2 separate regions of the Mus musculus genome follow, and region 1 is linked to region 2. Evidence: chromatin contacts called from public Hi-C data. All regions are on one chromosome and are shown on one strand. The core of a region is the stretch at or near the end of the contact, and the rest is flanking DNA. Distances in the headings are between cores, read along the strand shown. Region 1 overlaps Prickle2 (prickle planar cell polarity protein 2). Region 2 overlaps Prickle2 (prickle planar cell polarity protein 2).

Region 1 (3,283 bases), core at 662-3,161, 180 kb before region 2:
TACTGGACTGATTTTACTTTTCAGAGACAGCTCTGTAATTGTATAACTTTTTTTTTCTTTTCCACATTGACTGCTATAAAATTAGAGCCAAATTCGTGGCCCATACATCTTTTGGGTAGGCAATGCAGCCTCGTTCTTGGATCTGTTTCACGTCCCTGTCCTCATTTTTCTTCTCCTTTTGTTCCTATTTTAAATTTATGCCATCTTATATTTCATATGTCCTCATAGCTGCCTTAAGTTCTCTCTAAAGTACGGCAAGGTGTCAATCAATGAATATGTGGAAAGGTGAAGAGAAGCCCCTGAAGTGTAAAGCCGGCGAGTGCCTCCTACCTCACAGAGGGAACAGTTCTTTGGGAAGCTCTGGAAGCCCCAGGGAGCCGGTGGGGAGAGAGGTAGGAGACAGCTCCAGCAAGACCCAGACTCCTCATCGGCACAGGAAATATGCCTTTGGCTGAGATTATTTAAGAAGAACTTAATTTTGGTAACTGGTTATTTTGCTTGTTTGGGCTGCATAGTGGGGCTCTAGATGTCACGCTGGGTTTTCCCATTATCTTTTTTCCTTTAGAAGTACCATATAATTTTCAAAATAATCAGTAGTCACCCATTCTGCTGCCTGACAGATACATATACATATATTCTAAGTGCAAGCCTTCATCCCCTGCACCAAATGGAAGCAGAAGAGTCTTTGTCTTAGGCGGTGATCTATCCTCTGGGCCCAGAACTGTTCTCCGTTATCTTGGTTGAATTAATGAATGAAGTAGCCTGGTTTCTCAAGTGAGAACAGCTTTCATTTCTTATTGTCGTTCACCCTGCAGTCCTGTCTGGTTTTATAATATTCTGTATTATTATATTCTGTAATAATGTTCTTGAAGGTGTTAATTACATTGATAAAACTGGAGCTGGTTCTTCCAAAGTCAATCGTTTGCGACTGAAACAGTGCTCTCCGTGTGACCCTTACACAGCTCTTCAGTAACCTCTGTCCTCGAGCCTCCCAGAGCCATCTGGAAATCATTCTAACCAACATCCCTTCTATATAATAGATCACTGTTTCCCTTTCTAATAGGGCTCTGGATCCCCAGAGCCCATAGCCAGCGCTGAGATGGGTTCCTTATCTCTGTTTCTTCGTTAAGAATGTGCACATATTTGGTTGCCAATGCTACAGTCCTCCACAGTGCTGCTCGTTGCAACAAAGGAAAGTGTTTGCCAAATGACTTGTCAGCATATGTTCTAGAACTGCACAGGCATACTGTTTGTAACTGGAAAATACCGATGCTGCTTAGTGAAAGATTAAGGACCAAGAAAGAGTGCATAGCTTTATTTAAAGGCACTTAGAAGTTCGGGTACAAACACAAGGGTGGGGTGGGAAGAAAAGAGAGAGGTTGTGGAGAGAATAGAAAGTAAGTAGATTGCAGGCAGTATACAATAAGATTCTGGAACCAAGGAAACCCGGTCCAGATTGCACTGCTGATGATGCATCTTGCACATCCCTAGCTAGCGTCCTCCCAGGTGATAACCTGTACAAGCCCACTGGTGATCTGTATCAGCTCTGTGGAAGAGAAGCATCCTTGAACTTTCCAAGGTCATGGCTCGAGCAAGCAACCCTCACACCCACTGAACCCCTAGATGGGCTGTGGAGTCAGAGGTGCTGGTGCTTGGCAAGGAAGATGCTGAGCCCTGAGATTGTCGCTTGTGCACTCAGCAGCTGACCATCCTGGTAGCCCCTGGGGTGAGCGGTTCATAAGCCTGGCCCCTTCTCTGCAGCAAAGGAACATCTGACTTCTTGATGTTCTCCAGACAATTTCCTAATTAGGAAACTCTGGCAGATCTCAAAGAGCAAACCAAACATGACTCTACAGTACAGGAGGAGCTGTACTGTGTACACAGAACACAGGCAGAACTATTCCTTGTCCTTGTATCCAATGCTGAATGAAGCTGACAGTACCAAGGTGGGTAGTGAGTGACATGGGGACACCTCTTATACTCACCCCTAAAACCAAAAATGGTGAGCAGCACTTGGGTTTGTTTTCATTAAAAGGCCAATTCTCATAGTAAAACCAAATACTGACCTAGTTTAGGCTTGCCTCATCTACCGTTCCTTGGACAATGTCAGCAAGTCAATGTGTTTATAGGACAGACATGGGTTCTGCTTAGGAGAAGAGGTTTCTGACAATTGCAATTCATATCGCCCTGGCAAATGTATATTGCAGTGTGCTGCATTCCTTTGTCATACCACAGAAACAACCCCACATTCAGTTCCTTGGAATGTTTCTAAATGTTTCTAAACTCAAGAATTTACAGTTGGGAGATCACGGCAGGGTATGGCAGTTTGATGGTTGTGACTTTGAGGATACCTGTCTGGGAACTAAGATATCGGACTAACAGAGAAAATAGTAACTGAAGAGCTTGTCCTGTCACACATGAGGCTGCTGGCTTCGGGCTCTTCTGCTTTACATTACAGTTTTCTCTGGATGGAAAGCAGCCTTCTCCCTCCCCCAAGTCATGTCGACAGGAAGAGATTTTACATTAAAAAGAGATTCCTCAGGAAATGAAGAGAATGTGGAGTTGGGTTGAAAATTTCCAAATGGTTTTTGAGTCAAGTGATTTTTGTCTTTCTGTCTGGTTGGCAAGGTGACCTCCCCCACAGCCCCACTCAAGCTGAGAGGAAGTCCACGCTGAGGACATGTAAGGCAGCCAGCAGCAACAAGGGCAGCAGAAAAGCCATCATGAGCATGAAATGTGGCTCATTACCAACCCAGGTGTACATCCTGGGCAATTGGCGATGCAGTTCTAGCAGATGAGAGATGAGAAGCAAACTTTGCCGTGGTTAGTGTCACAGCTTTCTCTGGCTAGCATTTGATTACAGCCGTGTATGTTCTTTTAAAGAAGCTAAAAAAACAAAACAAAACATGAGCTCGGGAGGAAGTGGAGTGGCAGGTCTCCTGCTGTCTACAGATTGTTTTAATCATGTTACATGGAAAGATGTGATGTTTTCTGAGAAAATTTGTCAAAACTAATAAGGCAATTTTTAAACCTATAACAACTCCTTCCCTTAGGGAATTCATGTAATTACTGGGGGCAACTCAGGTTGGCTCTGGATTTTCATGCTTTCTTTCTCCATTGCCTTCAAGTTCTACTTGGTGCTATCATAATATATGGTGTGATCTCAGAATTCAAACGGCCAGGGCAAGCGGAATGCTTTGAATTTGAGGACAACCTGGGCTACATAGCAAGACACTGTCTCCCTACCACCAACAAGCCTACTGGGAATGAACTATGACACCAA
Region 2 (3,778 bases), core at 449-2,948:
ACAATGCATAGATGTGTATAGGCAAACACGCATTACAGACTTCTCAGGTCAACAAGGGTTCAGGGTATTCTACCTAGAGAGTCTCCTCTTTCCTGTTTCTACCGCTGTAAAGTGTCTGTGTGTCACTTCTGTAGGAAGGACATGGTCTTTGTCTCTGTCCAGGAGCACAGCCATATCTAAGGACCAGAGGATTGGGGAGTTTGCTGTGAGACTGAGTCTAATAGGATGGTAGAAGCTACACTCATAAAGCTTCACCCACATGACTGCCCTCTACCCTCTGGAAGCACTGACACACATAAACTCACAGGGGCACACATACACACATAAACATATAACAAATATTTAAATTAAAAATCAAGTTACACCATTTGTCTTCCCTTTCCTTCCTCCAATATGTAATATATATATACACACACACATATATATACATATATATTAATTCACAGAGAAGTAAAAAAAAAACTTCCTGCCTGCTGCTGGGAGAAAATTATTAAGCTGAGCCTGTTCTGTTTCTCCTTCTACATCCTAGGGGTGCATGGCCTCAGTAGAATATCTGCCTTCTTTTCTTAGGCAAAACTGGATGCTTGGTACTTTCTCCAGTGTTTAAGAATGAGCAGACATCAGAAGCTGCAGGGATGTATCTATTCTAATGAGCAGCATTTAGGAGACCAAAGGTCCTTGTGCTGTTGCTGTTCAGTTCTGTGTTCTGCAACCCGGCATTGAGTCTCTCATTTCAGAGCTGCCTACATTGAAAAACAGCTCAGACCTGGAGGGCTTTTGACGTAGGTGGAGGCTGAGACACCCAGGAACCTGCCGAGTGCCAGAGAAAGGTCTGAGAGCAGTATTTAGGCAGGCGCTGACACATCCCTTGGCTAGAGAGGTGCCTCCCTCGGGACAGCAGCGCAGAAAATGGTAAAGCAACACGGGGAGTCGGCTGGGAAAGCCTTGCCCTCTGGCTTCACCTGTGCATTTGTGAATTCTCCTTTGACAAGGAATTTCTTTGATTTTCTTTTCCCTCTCCAGAGAGGGATAGCCCCAAGTGAGGGGCAATTCACTTGGCTCTGTCTTTTAGGATGCTCTTCTGTGTGTGTGGTAGGAGAGACAGCAGTTGACTGTCTTGAGGGGTGGTAGGAGCAACGGAAGCAGCTGGCGTTCCACTGTGAGCCTTCCTCAGGGTGGTGAGGGGTGGTGGCACGTGGGGTGAATAATGGGCAAGCACTCTGTGTGTTCTGTCCCTCAGGTGCACCAGTATTATAGCTGCCTCCCAGAAGAGAAAGTCCCCTATGTCAACAGTGCTGGAGAGAAGTTGCGAATCAAGCAGCTACTGCACCAGCTGCCGCCCCATGACAATGAGGTAAGGTGCTCGGAGGGGCTTTTGTTGGTTTCCAGGACCTTCTGTGAATTGTCCCTCTTCCTAATCATTGTGATCAGTAAGATTGCTGCCAAAAAACTTCCGGCTATTGATATTAAATTTAGGCTTCCTTAGAATCTAAAGAAACTGGTAGATATTTCTGGGGACCGCTCCTCACCCCACCTCCTACCCCCCTCCCCAAAACCAGTCTCATCCTGGACTGGGTTAGACTCCAAGCCTGGCACGACTGACTAGTTCAGGAAACAGGAAGCACTAACATTTGAGAGCCCAGGCCAGTGCTCTCTGACTTGACTGTGTCCTGCCAGCCGCTTGTGGGAGTTGGGAAGATGACTAAGGACCACTTCATGCCCAGAAGAAACACTGTGAGTCTCTCAGATTCTCAGGATTGTTTCCTAAGAGGCGAATGAGCAGGCTCTCCATGTCAAGGGCAGCTGAAGTAACAGGTCTAGAATGGCAGCTCTCACTAGGATTTTTATCAAGGCAAAGTCAACCTTGTTAGAGTCACCCATCTTTGTCTTGGAAGTATTATGGGCATTCCCTTTTTCTAGTCCCAGAAACACAGCTCTGTAAGCAGGCATGTATTTATTTGAGTTTGATTAGTTTGATTTTTTTTTTTTTGAGGCTGGCTTTCACTTTTCTCAGGATAACTCAGAATGCTGTCAGCAGCTCAGTGACCTCTCAGATCTCCCCTCTCTGAGAGCTGGCTACAGACAACCTACCGTGCCTGGCCAGCGTCACTTATTATTGAAATGACATTGATCCTCAGGAAGAAGTCTGTAAGCAAGCTTTTAAAAGATTGTGTGGGAGGAAGTCAGGCTTCTAAGCTAGAAATTAATTTGTAGGTATCTGGTTTCAAGAATCAAGAATCTTACAGATTTGCACTAGTTAGCTCTATATTTAAAACAAAAGTATAATTAATTTTAAACTGAAAGAAAAAAATTACCCCTGTAGAGATCTGGATACCAGTTTCTACCAACTCATCACATACATGGCCTGAGTCCCAGGTGACATTTTTACATAAAAGGGAGTAATTTGTTTTTGTATTTTTATGGTGTGTGTGTGTGTGTAAAACACACATAATACAGCATGTATGTGAAGGTCAGAGAACAATCTGTGGGAATTGGCTCTCTCCTTCCACCATGTGGAAGGATCAAACTCAGGTTCAGAACATTATGCTTCGCAGCAAGCACCTCCACCCACTGAGCCATCTTGCTGGCCCCAAAAGAGACAGTCTGAGCCGCTACTACTGAGGAACTGAGACTGTAGATCATAGCACAGCCCTTGCCTAGCATGTGCAAAGCCCTGGGCTTAATCCTCCTCACTGCAGAAATAAATATATGAATCTGAATAAGTGAGACAACATCTCAAAAACTCAGGCGACTCCCTAGAAAGCTGCATCTCTCTCTCTCTCCTGCTGCTTATTTCATAGTTCATAAAACATACACAAAAGTTGGCTCCTTTAAAGATGAAAGCAAACATTGTAACCGGATGCCCAGTTAACTAATCTGGAGGTGAAAATGCAAGTTTTTACAAGCAGGAGGGGTGTGCCTGTTTTTAAAGCAAGCCCATAAAATGTCATTGGTGAAACCATGTTTTCTGGGCTGTTAGGTTTCTGGAACATTCCTCTGAAGACTTTTTTTTTTAACTATCACTTGAGAGAAGACAATGATCTGTCCCATGCTTGTAGTGGTTCATTCTGTTTATACTTAAAAGTACTTTCATTAAATAGACATCACTTGGATCACGACTCCATGTTGGTACAATGTGATCGATGAAAGCCAGTAGACAGGATTGATTCATTTGGCATGGTGGCATGGCCGCTTCTGAAGACAGAGATCGACTCTGAAGCAAAGACTTAATGGTTCTCTTTTCATGTAGACAACACGATTTGAACAGACATAGCTGTTCTGACTTTCAGATTAGCACACAACAGTCCTCTCATCGAAAGCTCTTCCTGTCATTGTCTTTATGAAAGATTATCTGCGCAATTCAGCCAACATTTCTAATATATAGATTACTCCAGAAGAAACCATGAAGAGCTTTAGGATCACATATCCCAAAGGAAGGTATAAGCATGACTTGGGGTAGGAGTTGAACATGGCAGTATATGACATTGAATCTGTAATGAAAGTTTTATTTCCTTTTAAATCACATTTCCTCTTTGTGTTGCCATAATCGGATAAGGAGAAGCGCTCGGCCTGGTCCTAGCAGGCATCCTAGTGCCCCTGCAGCCCATTCTGTTCTCCCATTTTAAGCAAGCACATCAGTTTTAACATCTGCTGAAGATGCAGTGGTCACCTGGGGGAAACTGGTTTTGTTCTATGCTTTTAGAGTGGCTCAGAGTCACCCATCTTTGTGGGTGACTGATTTTCCTGTGTGTAGCTGCAATCTACCTTCCTTTTAAAT

Evidence for each region. A called contact is a pair of places that touch in the nucleus more often than the background predicts.
Region 1: a contact with region 2 is called in a Hi-C map of the N1E-115 cell line, with 2.9 times the contacts expected there. The contact joins two enhancer-like sites. A contact is called at or near these places in 3 of 484 Hi-C or Micro-C datasets (the N1E-115 cell line and uterus) and 1 of 9 other capture datasets (embryonic stem cells).

The regions. Positions count from the first base shown.
Region 1 is chr6:92,607,764-92,611,046 of GRCm38.p6, reverse strand. The region is part of intron 2 of Prickle2 (prickle planar cell polarity protein 2); the gene reads left to right. Among named protein-coding and RNA genes, the nearest start is that of Prickle2, 97 kb to the left of the region's middle. Within about 2 kb of position 1,911, at least 52 of the 459 cell types and tissues checked have an H3K27ac peak or open chromatin away from gene starts, as enhancers often do. A contact at or near this core is called in the N1E-115 cell line, where this site is marked.
Region 2 is chr6:92,423,156-92,426,933 of GRCm38.p6, reverse strand. It overlaps Prickle2 (prickle planar cell polarity protein 2), which reads left to right. Exons shown (of 9, transcript NM_001081146.2): 4 at 1,241-1,354. Gm38862 (a long non-coding RNA gene) reads right to left here. Exons shown (of 4, transcript XR_869273.2): 4 at 2,248-3,778. Among named protein-coding and RNA genes, the nearest start is that of Gm38862, 21 kb to the right of the region's middle. Within about 2 kb of position 1,698, at least 20 of the 459 cell types and tissues checked have an H3K27ac peak or open chromatin away from gene starts, as enhancers often do. A contact at or near this core is called in the N1E-115 cell line, where this site is marked.